Linked DNA regions of Mus musculus: all the other regions are linked to region 1. The links are chromatin contacts, called in public HiChIP or PLAC-seq maps. All regions are on one chromosome and are shown on one strand. The core of a region is the stretch at or near the end of the contact, and the rest is flanking DNA. Distances in the headings are between cores, read along the strand shown.

Region 1 (2,767 bases), core at 150-2,649:
GCAGGTACCGTGACAGGAACAATCTGTTAAGAACAACCATGAAGTGTAAAAACAAGGCCCCCCACTCCCATGGAGCTTGCATTCCAGAATGGGACAAACAGTTTGAATAAAACAGAGTGAGTACACGAGCCCACATGGAGTCACCGAAGCCATGTGATCAGGGTGCTGCCAGGGCAACCAGGCAAAGCCCAGCCAAGAGCCAGACCTGGAGGTAAGAAGATGCCAGGCTCACTGTGGCAGTGGTCCAGGATATTTAAGGGGAGGAGCGATCTGGGTCGCTCAAGTCCGAGCATCAGCGCACACAGTACAAAATTCACACTGCAAAATACATACCAAATATAATGCTATTTATAGAAAGATCAAGAACACACAAAACACTAAGGGTAGGCTAGAGGAGGGCAGGCTGTTTAGGTGACGTGTTTTTTTTTTTTTTTTCCTATTTAAGCTCAGAGCTGTGAGATGTAATATGTAATCACCATACATGTTTATACATGGAAATATTACAGAATGAAATTCTTAAAAAGATCGGGAGCTCAGGGTAAATGTACTTGCAGCCAAATCCGACAACTTGAGTCCAATTCCTGGGACCCGTGAGGCATGGTGGCTCATGCCTTCAATCACAGCACTCAGGAGGCAGAAGCAGGTAGATCTGTGAGTTTGAGGCCAGTTTGGTCTACACAGTAAGTTCCAGAACACCTAGAACTACACAGAGAAACCCTGTCTCAAAAAACAAGTCAATTCCTGGGACCTGCATGATGAATAGGCAAAACTGACTCCTGCAAGCTGTGCTCTGGTCTTCACCATTAGACAGTGGCATGTGTGAACCCATGACATCCCTTAAAAACACACAATAAAAACCACAAAAAACAGCTGGGTAATCTCAGCACTGGAGAGGCAGAGGCAAAAGGATCAATGTGACTTCGAGGTTATCTTGGTCTACATAGAAAGTTCCAAGGTGCTGGGTAGTGGTGGCGCACGCCTTTAGGCCCAGCACTTGGGAGGCAGAGGCAGGCGGATAAAATGTGAATTTGAGGCCAAGCTTGGTCTACATGGCAAGTTCCAGGCAGTCCAGGACTGCAATGTAAGACTGTCTTAAAAAAAAACAAATCACACACACATAAACATAATTTTAAAAAGAAGAAAAAGAAGAAGAGGTTTGGAGCATAGGGCATGGTTACACACTCAGTTTCCAGCCTCTGAGAAGGACCAAGCAGCTTTGACCAGTTTGCTGGTCATCCTCTTATTATCCTGAGCAGCCCTTCGGGGCCTGATCCCGCCCCGCGTTGCACGACCGCCACGCCCACATCCACCTGCCGTCCAATAGGCGTACGGGATCCGGGCCCACACCTCCGCCGCGCCGCGCCCCGCGACGTCACGGCCCGGCCTCCGCCACGTGACGGCCGCGCGCTAGGCTCTCTGCCTAGCGGCTGGAAAGCGCCGCAGAGGCCGCTGACTGGCCGGGCGCGACGCCGCGGAGGGAGCCGGGCGCCTGGGCCTCCCGCGCGCATGGGCGCGTCGGCGGCTGCCTGAGGAAGGCAGCGAAGCCAGCGGAGCTCAAGACCTCGCGCGTCCCACGAGCGGCTGCGGCGGGCCGCGGAGCCGGCGCGGCCATGGCGACGGGCACTCAGCAGAAAGAGAACACGCTGCTTCATCTCTTCGCCGGCGGGTGAGTCTGGGGCCCGAGCTGCTCTCGCCTCAGCCCCGGCCTTCTCCCCCTGCGTGCCGTGGCCTTGGGAATCCGCGTTTCCCGTCCGTCGCGGACTGGGGTGAAGCCAGGACGGGCAGCCCAGGAGGGTCGTGGCTTCGGCGTCCCCACCGCGGGGTCAGCCGGCACGGCGGCTTTCCACCCGGCGCGTCCGCGGTCCCATCCCCCACCCACCGGCCGCCTCTCGCCGTATTCTCCTTTTGAACAATTCCTGGCTGGTGTGACTGTCACCAGGGGCGATCGCGCCGAGCCCCTGTGGCTCCGGCCTCCTGGCGTTTTCCTGATCACGCTGCGGTCACTCACCGCTGCAGAGGTGCGGATGCTGGAGGTCCCGGGGCAGCTAGCCCAGGAGGTACTGCGCTGGGTCAGAGCTGCGGGCAGGTGTCGCAGGGCAGCCCGTGGCCTGCCCTGCGGAGTATGGGGGGTTGGGGGGGAACGGATGCTGGTCTGCACCACGTGGGACGGTAAATGGGGACCTCGGAAGGTTGGTCAGTGCTAATCGATCCTAAAGCACCTTTCAGTGATTTTCAGTGGAGGAACACATCATGATAGGAGGATACAACTAGGAGCTGAATTAACCCCCTAAAAAAACGAAAGTTTGGGGTTTTCTTTTTTAAATAGTATTTTTCTTTTCCTTTTGTCATAGCTGCTAGTGGCTTGGGACCCTTTTGGTGCTGGTTTTTCAAACTATCTATGGAGCTGTGTCCCCAGCCCTGGGGTCATGAAGAGCTCTTTGAGATTTAGCCCAGCTATTTAAGTTTTACATAACATGCAGCGTTTTTCCTGTGTTATCATCTTCACTTGAGAACTATAACTGGACCTAAACAGTTCCATATACTAGAAAGTAATGGTTAATGAAAGGGTTATCCAGAAAATAACGGTGATGAAAGGGTTTCTGGTGCCTTGGTCCTTTTACCTGGCAGGCTGGCAGTACCTTTCACCCGTCAGATAGCTTTAATGGTTGTGCCTAGGCAGGAGGAATTTCTTGTTCATCCATTTCTGTCAGGCCTTCATTCCTCCTATCCATGTCTTCATTGGTATTAACCTTTGAGAGTAAGCCTT
Region 2 (2,767 bases), core at 168-2,667, 430 kb before region 1:
CTCCTCACATACACTTGCTACAGCGACACGCTACCACTTTGCTATCCCAGAGAGCAGATCGATTCTCTGCCAGAGCAGATCAGTTCTTTGCATCTGGCCAGCTCCCTCCAGGAGCCCCACCTGCCTACACCTTTGCGTCTCTGAAGGACATGGGATACGCTGGCTAATCAGGCAGGCATAATACCAATTTCTCTTTCATTATCTACATAGATGCACAAGGATCAGGCAACTTTTGGACTCAGCCTTGGTGTTCCCAAGTGCACTGTAGCTGTCAGAACAAATCCCCAGGAACATAGGAGCACCCACACCTCCTCTACCTCAGTGTCTCCAAGGCATGTGTACAGATGTAGCTCAAAAGCCCAGCTCCATGTTGGCAAGATGGCTCAGCAGGCAAGAGCACTGACTGCTCTTCTGAAGGTCCTGAGTTCAAATCCCAGCAACCACATGGTGGCTCACTACCACCGATAATGAGATCTTACACTCTCTTCTGGTATGTCTGAAGTCAGCTATAGTGTACTTATTTATAATAATAAATAAATCTTTGGGCTGGATCGAGCAGAGACTAAGCAAGTGGGGCCGACCAGAGCTAGCAGAGGTCCTAAAATTCCCAACAACCACATGAAGGTTCACAACAGTCTGTGCAACTACAGTGTACTCACATACATAAAATAAATAAATTTTTGAAAGAAAGAAAGAAAGGAAGAAAGAAAGAAAGAAAGAAAGAAAGAAAGAAAGAAAGGAAGGAAGGAAGGAAGCAGGCTGAGGGCTGGAGAGATGGCTCAGAAGTTAAGAGCACTGGCTGCTCTTCAAAAAAAGAGAAAAGCCTGGCTCCAAGGTCAAGGGCTGGATAAACCTATCTCTGCCTCTAACTGGGCTCCTCCTGTTCTTGCCTAAAGCTAGGATATAAGACTATCTTCCCAGTTGCCTAGCTGGCCAGGGAATGGGGGTCAACCCTTGAGCCATCAGGGATGTTCTTATGTCCACTCTGGGACAGGCAGGAAATACCAACTGGAATCTGGCATGGTTTTCAGACCCTGGTGACTTCACTCAGCAGCCAGGAGAAAGGGCAGAGGACATAAGGCCACTGTCCTGGAAGCCCCTGCTTCCGGGTGCGCTGTGCCTCGGGCTCTTCTCAATCCCTCCAGCTCGCTCATCATCCAAGGTCCACAATGGCTGCACTGTGTGGCCACTGAACTGAGTTCCCAAAGATGTTGAACAACCAGACATGGGCTAATTGGCTATGGTAATGCCCTGGGAGGAGGTGAGGCACGTGCACAGGCACCAAGTCAGAAGGGCCATTGTGGGGAGGGTGTTATTGCTCAGTGGGCGCAGCAAGGGCGGATCAGCCAGCTGGACCTGGTAAATTGTTATTTACAGTTTCTGGGCATTTAAAAGAAGTGCAGCCCAGAACCTGTCCTGCATTCAGGGCTACAGCATCTGCCATGAGGGCCCTGGTGAGCGTGGTGTCCCTGTTCTTCCTGGGCATCCAGGCCCACAGTGATTGGAGCTATTCAGGTAAGCCAACACCTGGCACTTCAGGACAGAGTGACAAAGCAGCCCTCTGCACTGCATGTGGGTCCTCTGTCGGGGTCCACCTGCTCCTTGTGGGTTCACATGTGTTTTGCTATCTCTGAATGAACAACAAATAGACTTAAAACCCCAATGAGTGAGAAGAGGAGACAGGGTTTCCCTGCCTCTGCCTGGCTTTACTTGGCAGCTTTAAAATCTTTCCCCATCCAGGACTGGCTTCTTTGAGAACCCACTTCTCACTGTGAGGTTGTTATTGGTATCAGAATATGTGACAAAATGGCTTCTAGAAAGGACAACCAAGGCCTCATAGAGACTACTAAATCACAGACCGCTTCCTCCTCAGGAATGTGCCTGCTCACAACTCATCCAGGATACCTTGCCTCTGCCAGAGCTCACTGACCTGACCTTCAGATGCTCAGTCAGACTCCTCAAGGAGAATCTTCCCACTTGTAGCTTCCTAGAACTGGGTTGGGGGTCATAGTGCCTGGAGAGGCTGTAGGCTGCTGGATGGTGCAGGAGGCCAGAGGGACATAGGACCAACTCCCTCTCACACAGGACACACATCCAGAGCAGACTATAAGTCCTAGATGAAGGTGACAGTCAGGGACATTGTGGAGGCTCAGATAATCCCGTTCAGAGGGCAGTTCCGTACGTTACCTGTTGGGAGATGGAACGCACGCCTGCCTGGGAGCATGGTGGCTTTTCAGTGTCTTCAGACCGGCAGAGCTTCAGGGGTGACATGAGATGGAGGATTCGTATGGCAAATCCCCATCTTCCTTATGGTTTCGTAGATTCCCATACTGAAGGTCTCCCTCTCACGGCCCCCCAGTGGGCCTGGAGAACAGGGTAACTTTTGTGAATGCCTGAGGTTCTCTGTCTCTTTTCCCCTAGCACTAGGGTTGGAGACCGGCCTTGTATGTGCTACGGAAGCTCTACAGTTGAGCTATGCACCTGGCTCCTTCCCACTAGCCTTGAGACCCAGACCCAAAGCGCTGGATCAAGGGAGGGGCTGTGCTCGAAACTTGGTTTGAATTATTGAGCAGTGGGGAGAAAATAATTAACTTTTTTGTTGACTGCAAACCAAGAGGCCCCAACCCGAGCACCGTGACTAGAACAAGCTGTGTGCTCATTCAAAGCTACCCTGCAAGGATCCACAACTAAAAAGCGCTGAACGGAGCTGCGCATGGTGACTCTCTAATCCCATACTCAGGGAACAGGGGCAGCCAGACCTCTTGTG
Region 3 (2,767 bases), core at 182-2,681, 350 kb after region 1:
AGGAATGGTTATAGTGTGTTGGATGGCTGGGTGGGTGATTAAAATGTTCTGAAATTAAAGAGCAATGATGTTAAAGAACTCTCACTACCCTAAAGCCATTGTATACTTTACTTGTGTGATTTAATCTGAGGCTACATGGCAATTATCATGTTTTCAGAAAAACAATGTAATTGACATCAGTGTAACTAGGGGTGCAAAATGGCTTACACAGAATTCATTTCCTGGAAAGTAGAATGCAGTCCTGAAAAGCCTGCAGCGATTTAATTTTACTCACAGACTCTTTGCATATCTAATAGTCATGTTCCCATTTTTAGCATGTAGCAAACAAATTGTAACTATTTTAGTCACTTCTTGTCCCCTTGGATAAGATCAACTGTAACTCTTTTAAACAGGAGTGGAATGTTTAAGATTATAGTTCAGCTAAGAGTAGCCGGTAATGAACCCTAGCACTTGGGAGGCAGAGGCAGGCAGATCTCTGTGAGTTCCAGGCCAGCGAGACCCTGTTTCAAATACATACATGTATACACATATACATACATTAATGTTATAGTTGGGTAATCTGTGATGGTGGTGCATACCCCAGCGTTCAGGCAGGATTTCAAATTTGGGGCTATCTGAAATACATAGCAAGATTCTGTCTCAAGAACAATTAAGAACGAGATGATTATGGCTTTTGTAAGCCATACGATATATACTTTGTGGCAAAATCTGGATTTTCACGGTTCTGTTAGATTTTTCAATTTGTATTTATACATTGATTGTAAAGTAAGTTTTTGTTGTCCGGCCGAGCTGGCATTACAAAGGGTTAGTTACTAAGTCATTGTTCAATACATTTCTCAATAATTTGAGTCTCTACACCCTTAAAGCAGAGCACCTCTCTAAAAGAACAAGGTAAAATAAAATTAAGATCCTGTTAGTTTTCTTCCATGGGTTTTCCTGGGGGAGGAAAAGAGTGGGACAAGGTATTTGCAGGATGGTGCTAAATGCTCCCTGCAGAAAGCAAATGTGTTTCCGATTCCTCAGTTCTTCTAATGTCTGTAGCCGGCTTGCAGCATCCTGGAGGATTTCCAAGTCACTCCACAGCAGGATCCACATGGGAACAAACTAGCACCGCAGAAACCCAAGGCGCAGGGGAGAGCCCGTGGAAGGGCCATATTCGGATTGGCACATCCTGCCCTCAGCAATTCTACCTGGGCCCCGCCCACCGCGCCCCTCGCCTCCGCTCAGTCTCCATGGTGACTGTCCGCCCCGCCTCCTCCTCGTCTCCTCTTAGCAGCCCCTCTCGCCCCTCCCCCCGCCTGGCGCCGCTCAGGGAAGAGGGGGTGGGGCAGGGGGCGGGGACAGGATGCAAGCGAAGAGGAAATCGGCGGCGCGACGCCCGCTGCTTATTGGCTGGCGAATCCCAGAGCGAGAAGCCCCGCCTCCCCGGCGAGGGTCACGTGACCCCTTTCAAAGATGGCCGCCCTGTTGTTTTGATGAATAATTCTTGGTGGGGCGAGGGGGTAAGAGTAGGGTTGGAGGGGTAGGAGGATTTACGCTTCCAGCGAGGGCTTCGCCAGTCCCGTCCCTCCCCTGCCCCCCACCGGGGTTCTCGCGTGGAGGCGGGGCGAGCCTGGCCTGCTTTTAGAGGGGAGGGGCTTCCCGGTCCGGTGCTGGGCTCTGCCTGGGCTGCTGTAGGGTCGCCGCGCCTCGGGGGCATCCAGTGTGCAGTGGAGCTGTTCCCGCCTGGGCCCAGGGGTGGGACCCGGAGCAGGGTCTGCGGGAGAAAAAAACGCAGCTGCCGCGTCACCGCCACGAAGACACGGCGCGCAGCGGGCACGAGCCGAGCTGGAGACCGCGCCGCCCGCCCTGGGTAACCTGGGAAGCTGAGGGGAGTCAGTGGCGCCTGGAGAGGACCCCATAGCGGTGGCCGTGGCCAGAGGCGGCAGCTCTGGGCGCTTGCTGCTGGAGGAGGCTGCGGCGGTGCGAGCGGCCGAAGCCAAGGCGATTCAGTGCCTCGTGTTCTTAGTTTTTAACCTCTGACTATGCAATTCTGAAACCTCCCCCATTGGGGGACCAGACAGCCCGATAGATACCTTCCACTCTTCCTTTGCTCCCGCCCTGGTCTCAAGAACTGAAGGATCTCTCTAACGCCTTTCACCATTAAGAGGAAAGCGATGGAGGAGCTGAGCGCTGACGAGGTGAGGAGGCTGGGGCGTGGGGGGGGGCACCTTGAAAGGATTACTTGGCAACTCTTTGGCGCTTTGGATGGGGACAGATTTTTGCCCTGGTGGTGTCGGGCTCTTGGGATTGGGGAGGCAACGGAGATGGCATTTTCAAGAATAATGAAATATAATGGAAGTAGTCATTCATCATCAGGTTGGCTGTATTGTAAGAAGCCCTTGGCTCCACTTTGGGCTACCGTCTCAGTATGTTTACTCGATCACTAAAATTCTCCAGAGATAGAGAATGCAAGAGGGTCTCTCGTTTTATTCTCCTTTATTCTCTCTCGTTTCTTCATTCGGAACTCCACTCGCTTTTCTTTCTTTTAGGGTCTGAAGACGGGGGTGGGGTGGTGAGGAGCATCTTGAAGGTGTTCAATCTTTTTAAAAGGGTGTTCGAGAAAGAGGGGCGCGATTTAGATCGTGGTATATTGTGTGTGTCTGCGTCGTCGGGGGTTTTAAAGAACAATTTTGCATAAAATCATGATGTTTAATGGCAGTTTTAAAGGGAAGGATTTGAAATCCCAGATACATGTGACCATTTCATTGTAATAAATTATCAAAGG
Region 4 (2,767 bases), core at 105-2,604, 290 kb before region 1:
TCTCAGAGCCAAGGGCCTGAAAACCACACGTGCTTCTCCAAGGCCAACTGGCAATCCGTTCTCCACTCCCAATGTCCTTGTCCAATGTTGGAAACGGTCCCTAAGGGCGCCAGGCAACTAAGGCAGTGGGAGAAAGAAAAGGGTGGTTCACTTCTCAGTAAACCAAGGGAGGCCCCGAGTGGCTGGGGATGGGTAGCCAGGCCGGCTGGCTCCACCTGTCTGACCTGCTCAGCTCACTGCCCCCTCAGGCGGGCACAGCTGCTAGGAGCTGGGCTAGCTGCCAGCACCTACCTGGGCCCCTGCAGAGGTGTGCACTCACCTGTCCCTTGTCCCTCCCCGCCGCCGCTGTTCCTTTGCCCAGGGAAGCAGGCACTGAGTCGTCTCCCTGAGTCATCTGGATGCTGACCCAAAAGCCAGAGGGAGTAAAGGAAGAACAAAGAGGAGAGGGGAAGAGGGGAGAGGGAGGAAAATCCCCAGTCCCACACCTGAGCACGCTAGCCTGTATAGTCAGTCATGCGGGTGAGGCTGGGTGGGGCCTGGTCTGGAAGTTAGCCTGGCCACGGCCATATCTTAGGGCTGTTCTATCTCTGTGGGCAAGCTCTTTGGAGGAAGCAGTTCCACTGTCCATCCATGGGCTGGCTCCGTCTACCACAGACACTGGAATCCACAGAACCTAGAGCTGTCCAGAGACGTGGAAAGGCATGGGCAGTGGCCTTTAGGAGCCCAGAGGCTGTGCCGGGCCTCTTCCCTAAGCTCTGCTGTGAGCACACAGGGCCCATCTGTCCCTCTTGCTCCTAAACTTCAAAAAGAATCCCTGAGTTCTTGGGTGCTGCTGGTTTGTTAGGGGATGGCTTGGTTTGCTGGACTCACCGAGGTGCTGATTGGCATAGCTGGGGTGGGGGACAGGGGCTCTGGGCTGCGAGCATCATTGGCAATTTCCCTGTTACCCAGGATCAAGAGGCCTGAGCAGGCAGATTTCGCTTCTCTTCCCTTTGACCCCGTGCCTGGCACGGGGGTAGCGTCTACACACACAGCCCCGTCTGGGTAGAAGGTCACAGACACAGTGTTTACAACGAAGCCGGATGGATGTCTGACCCTTGGGTTCGGACCATGTGCTTCTGAGCTGTCCAAAGAAGGGGAGTCTTGGAGAGTCACAGCAGAAGAGACCCAGTGAGAGCCCAATGGGGAAGCTGGAGACACACAGAGAGTTTCCCAATAGATGCAGGGTGGGTTCCCAACTGTAAGACTCAAACCGGAAAAACAGACCCCAGATTTCCTAAGGTAGTAGAGAGGCAGAGGAAGGAGCAGAGAGTCGCCCTGATGGAATTCACACAGCAACAGGAGGCAGCTGCCCGCGGCTGGGAGTGGCCCGGCAGGTCTCGGGCCTCACGCAGGGTGTGCCTGTCTGCGAGGAACACTTTATGAAGCCTCAACTCAAAGCCAGCACCTTCGCTCAGCTACCCCAAGAGGAACCGACTGACACGCCAGGCCTCGTTCCAGGAGCCGGTCCTCCACACGGGGTCAGTACCCTGGGCAGGCTCCAGTAGTCCACCTAGGATTCTGACCCCTCTGTTCACATAGTCGGGCTTCTGTCTTTCCCCCACACCAGGCCTTGGATAGAAGGCCTAAAAAAAAAAATCCCACAAACACAACCAACTTCCCTGGCTCTTACATCATCCACCAGACCCTGGGGCTGGAGCCCAAACCAGCAAGACGCTGGCTGGCTGCAGAAAACCTCAGGGCAAGGTGCAGTGCTGCAGGCTCGTAATGGGCTAAGAAAGCACTTACCAGGCTAGGCTAAAGTGTGTGTGTGTGTGTGTGTGTGTGTGTGTGTGTGTGTGTAGTGAGGGGTGTCTACTAGCTTCAATTTAGAAAAAGAAGAATTATGTATTTACATACCAACTCCCATGATAAAGTCATCTGGGATCCCCCCAAGTAGGAAGGCCACTTGTGGTTACAGCTGGTGAGTCAATGAAAACACCCCACCAAGCCAATGAGCTCAGCTTCTCAGGAAGGAACAAAGGAAGCGGTACCAAGCCAGTGGCCGCTTCAGGCACTGAGCTGTGGTCCCAGAAAGCCCTCCGCTGAAGCCTCTGACCAGAACTGCTGCGGAAGACGGTTTGCCTCCCAAGGGGCTCTGGCAATGTCTGAAAACATATGTGTTTGCTGCCCTGGGCGGGGGCTGGAAATGCTGGGCATTCTAGCTCACGGGACAGTCCCCCCAAACAAGGACTTTGATCTAAATGTTAATAGCCCTGTGGTGGAGAAGCTGCCCCCACCCTCTGAAAGCCCCTTTCCTTCTGTGGAATTCACCGACAGTGACTCAGGTGACCCTCAGTTCTGAGGGTCCTTGCTTGTAAGAGCTCCTCCCTGTAGCAAGGGCAAGCCTGTGGGCTCCTTGTCTCTGCAAGGAAACAGACCCCAGCCTGGGGTGATCTGCCAGGCCAACTTTCCTCTTGCCACCTAGTTCCAAGCATCCCATGGGTCTCACTAGTGACATCAGCTGGTTCCCACCACCACCACACTAGTGACCCCACAGCTGGTTCTCACCAACATCCACCATCACACTAGTGACCCCACAGCTGGTTCCCACCAACATCCACCATCACACTAGTGACCCCACAGCTGGTTCCCACCAACATCCACCATCACACTAGTGACCCCACAGCTGGTTCCCACCAACATCCACCATCACACTAGTGACCCCACAGCTGGTTCTCACCAACATCCACCATCACAGCTGGTTCCCACCACCACACTAGTGACC
Region 5 (2,767 bases), core at 148-2,647, 270 kb before region 1:
GCGTCCACCAATGGGGTCTACAGATCAGATAGCTCACTGGCCAGCAGCCATTCACCTTGCTGTGCTGACTCTGCCTTTCCCTGACCCCCAAGTCTGAGTGATTCTTGATTTCATGTCTAGTGGGTTAGGGAGGCAGCATTAAAGCTGCTTTCAAATCCTGGTGTGGTGGAATGTTCCTGTAATCCCAGGACATGAGACTCTGACACAGAAGGACCTTTAGTTCCAGGCCAGCCTGGGCTAAATAAGAAGACCCTGTCTCAAAAAACAAAACAAAACAAAACAAAACAGCACCACCACAGCCCATAGGCTGTGATACAACTTGGTGATTAAGCACCTGCTACCTAAATATGGGGTCCAGAGTTCAGATCCCAAGAATCCACCTAAAGGCTGCATGGACTTGTTGGCCCACCTGAAGTTCAGCCTTGGAAGGCAGAGACAAGAGACCTCCCGAGTAATCTGGGTAGCTAGACTGGCTGCACTGGTGAGCTCTGGGTTTGATTGAGAGGCCCTGCCTCATTGACGAAGGTGGAAAAGCCCTTGAGGGTGAATCCCAATGCCAGCCTCGGGGTCTCACATGCACATACACACACCTACGCTCATGGACACCCCACATACTTGTGCCTGCACATATGTAAATGTGTATACATACACACATACAGAGAGAGAGGCAGACAGACGAACACACACACACGCAAAGAATGGAAAAAGGAAGGAAGAAAAAAAAAACCCAAACAACAAATCCTATTTATATCTTGCCCATGTCTTGAGGGATCCCCCTATCAATCCATCCAGCCATTGGTTCGGAGCCTCTGATGTGGAGGGCTGACGGCACATTGATTCCTGGTCTTTGGAGCTCTGACTCCTGGTCTTTGCAGTTATCACCCTCAGGGCCCTCAGCAGTGCCTCCTGTCATTCACGGGTCTCTTCTGCGGGCTCCTCCTCTGCTTGCCTCTCTCTTCTAGCTGGAGGATACCAGGGCTTGGCCCTTACACTATTATTCTCTTCCCTAACATTCCTGTCTACTCAGGACTCCCAGTAACATTAACACCTGAAGTCACGCCCTATCCTCCAACTCAATTATCAGTGCAAAGTCCCAGGATGCGTAGAGGAACATCACACACAAAGCTAAGGTCCCAGCTGTACCCCACTTATTCATGGTACTTCTCTGGGGCCACCCCAGCTCTGAAGACAGCAACTTCCTCCTGCCAGGGCTCCAGATACTCACGTACCATAGGCTATCCCATCCAGCAGCCGAGCCTGCTGCCCCCACCCAAAGCACTCCGCCTCAGGACTCCTCTACCTTCCTGACACATGCGTTGTTTCTAATCTCCCAGTCACTCCACTGCTCTTGACTGTGTGACTGCCTGGTGTCCTACCTGGTGTCACTCGACCCTTGCTCACCAGAGTCCATGATCAACACAGAGTCAGGAGTGATTCATACAGGAGGGCAGCCCACATCATTCCTCTATGAAAGTCCTTCCTATGAGGCCTTGTCTTCCCAAGAGTCAAATGAACTTTCCCCTAACTCACTCTAAGCCTGCTTTCTTTTTTTCTTAAAAACAGAAGAAAAAATATTTTTTTGAGACATGGGTTTTTTTTCTTTTCTTTCTTTCTGTTTTCTTTCTTTCCTTCCTTCTTTTTTTCTTCTCTCTCTCTCTCTCTCTCTCTCTCTCTCTCTCTCTCTCTCTCTTTTGAGACAGGGTTTCTCTGTGTAGTCCTGGCTGTCCTGGAACTCACTCTGTAGACCAGGCTGGCCTTGAACTCAGAAATTCCACTGCCTCTGCCTCTGCCTCCCAAATGCTGGGATTAAAGGCATGTGCCACCACGCCCAGCCTGAAACATAGTTTCAAATGTCAGGTGGCTTCAGATTCACTGTGCAGCTCAGGATGGCCTTGAACTCCTGATCCTCCTGCCTCTGCCTCCCAAGAGCTGGGCTTACAAGACAGACATGTACTGGCAAGCCTAGTTTTCTTCCTTTCTCTCTTCCTCTCCTTTTACAAATAATTAATTAATTAACTGATTAATTACTTTATGTGGGGTGAGTGTGTGTGTGTATCTGTCTGTCTGTCAGAGGACAGGTTGGAAGTGTGTGGCAATCAGAGGACAGCTTTCGGGAGTCACTTCTCTCCTTCTACCCACTGAGCTGCTTCGTGGTGACCTTTGAAAGCTTCAACTTCCCTGAACCTCAGTTTTCTCATTTGTAATGTGAGCAATGGAAAACCTCACTCAGCCTTTTGTTCCACAATGTCTCGTCTTCCCTGAAGGGCAGCACACCTTGCCACAGGGGTAACCCTGGACACAGATCCTCCCTCCCTCCAGGGTCTCTGCATTGAGGAGAGAGTGATGGCCAGGGCAGCATAGTCAGCCAGTGACGGCCAGGGCAGCATAGTCACCCACATACATGCTCATTTATAAAGCCCACGTGTGGACATCAGAGGACTTGCAGAAGTCAGTTTTGTCCCTGAATCGTCTTGCTGGTCTCAGGTTTCCCTTTCCTTTCCACTTTGTTACATTTTGTTACATTGTTTTGTTTTGTTTGAGACAGGGCTTCTCTCTTTCGTTCTGACTGTCCTGCACCTGGAAATGTAGAACAGGCTGGGTCTGAACTCAATGAGATCCTCCTGCCTCTGCCTCCCAAGAGCCGGGACTAAAGGCCTATGCCACCCACCACGCTTAGCCTTCCTTTTCTTTTTGAGACATGATCTCACGTGGTCCAGGCTGCCCATGGGCTCACCGTGTAACTGAGGTTGACCTTAAACTTCTGATC

The links. HiChIP or PLAC-seq counts read pairs in DNA pulled down with a chosen protein or histone mark.
Region 2: a contact with region 1 is called in an H3K27ac HiChIP or PLAC-seq map of microglia, with 4 times the contacts expected there. The contact joins the promoter of Car6 here to the promoter of Slc25a33 in region 1. A contact is called at or near these places in 2 of 39 promoter capture datasets (liver and stem cell-derived epiblast-like cells) and 1 of 115 datasets of contacts at active chromatin or transcription factors (microglia).
Region 3: a contact with region 1 is called in an HNF4G HiChIP or PLAC-seq map of pancreatic cancer cells. The contact joins the promoter of Ube4b here to the promoter of Slc25a33 in region 1. A contact is called at or near these places in 1 of 39 promoter capture datasets (the SN4741 cell line), 2 of 484 Hi-C or Micro-C datasets (B cells and natural killer cells), 1 of 115 datasets of contacts at active chromatin or transcription factors (pancreatic cancer cells) and 1 of 9 other capture datasets (liver).
Region 4: a contact with region 1 is called in an H3K27ac HiChIP or PLAC-seq map of the NIH/3T3 cell line, with 3 times the contacts expected there. The contact joins the enhancer-like site here to the promoter of Slc25a33 in region 1. A contact is called at or near these places in 8 of 39 promoter capture datasets (the 3T3-L1 cell line, cranial neural crest, frontonasal cranial neural crest and 4 more), 1 of 15 datasets of contacts at CTCF or cohesin (the NIH/3T3 cell line), 2 of 484 Hi-C or Micro-C datasets (B cells and liver), 14 of 115 datasets of contacts at active chromatin or transcription factors (the 230-238 cell line, the NIH/3T3 cell line, T-cell acute lymphoblastic leukemia and 9 more) and 1 of 9 other capture datasets (bone marrow-derived macrophages).
Region 5: an H3K27ac HiChIP or PLAC-seq map of embryonic stem cells shows a contact between it and region 1, with 9 read pairs. The contact joins the enhancer-like site here to the promoter of Slc25a33 in region 1. A contact is called at or near these places in 9 of 39 promoter capture datasets (the 3T3-L1 cell line, the C10 cell line, cranial neural crest and 5 more), 1 of 15 datasets of contacts at CTCF or cohesin (the NIH/3T3 cell line), 1 of 484 Hi-C or Micro-C datasets (liver), 11 of 115 datasets of contacts at active chromatin or transcription factors (embryonic forebrain, embryonic stem cells, epiblast stem cells and 6 more) and 1 of 9 other capture datasets (adipose tissue).

Annotation. Positions count from the first base shown.
Region 1 is chr4:149,772,899-149,775,665 of GRCm38.p6, reverse strand. Slc25a33 (solute carrier family 25, member 33) reads left to right here and starts at 1,399. Exons shown (of 7, transcript NM_027460.2): 1 at 1,399-1,666. The coding sequence starts at 1,611.
Region 2 is chr4:150,199,785-150,202,551 of GRCm38.p6, reverse strand. It overlaps Car6 (carbonic anhydrase 6), which reads left to right and starts at 1,417. Exons shown (of 8, transcript NM_009802.2): 1 at 1,417-1,515. The coding sequence starts at 1,443.
Region 3 is chr4:149,425,295-149,428,061 of GRCm38.p6, reverse strand. Ube4b (ubiquitination factor E4B) reads left to right here and starts at 1,431. Exons shown (of 27, transcript NM_022022.3): 1 at 1,431-2,180. The coding sequence starts at 2,157.
Region 4 is chr4:150,059,343-150,062,109 of GRCm38.p6, reverse strand. No RefSeq gene overlaps it. Among named protein-coding and RNA genes, the nearest start is that of Mir34a, 7.7 kb to the left of the region's middle. Within about 2 kb of position 1,354, at least 160 of the 459 cell types and tissues checked have an H3K27ac peak or open chromatin away from gene starts, as enhancers often do. A contact at or near this core is called in the 230-238 cell line, B cells, the NIH/3T3 cell line and 4 more, where this site is marked.
Region 5 is chr4:150,040,146-150,042,912 of GRCm38.p6, reverse strand. All of the region lies in intron 5 of Gm13067 (a long non-coding RNA gene), which reads right to left. Among named protein-coding and RNA genes, the nearest start is that of Gm13067, 12 kb to the right of the region's middle. Within about 2 kb of position 1,397, at least 19 of the 459 cell types and tissues checked have an H3K27ac peak or open chromatin away from gene starts, as enhancers often do. A contact at or near this core is called in embryonic stem cells, where this site is marked.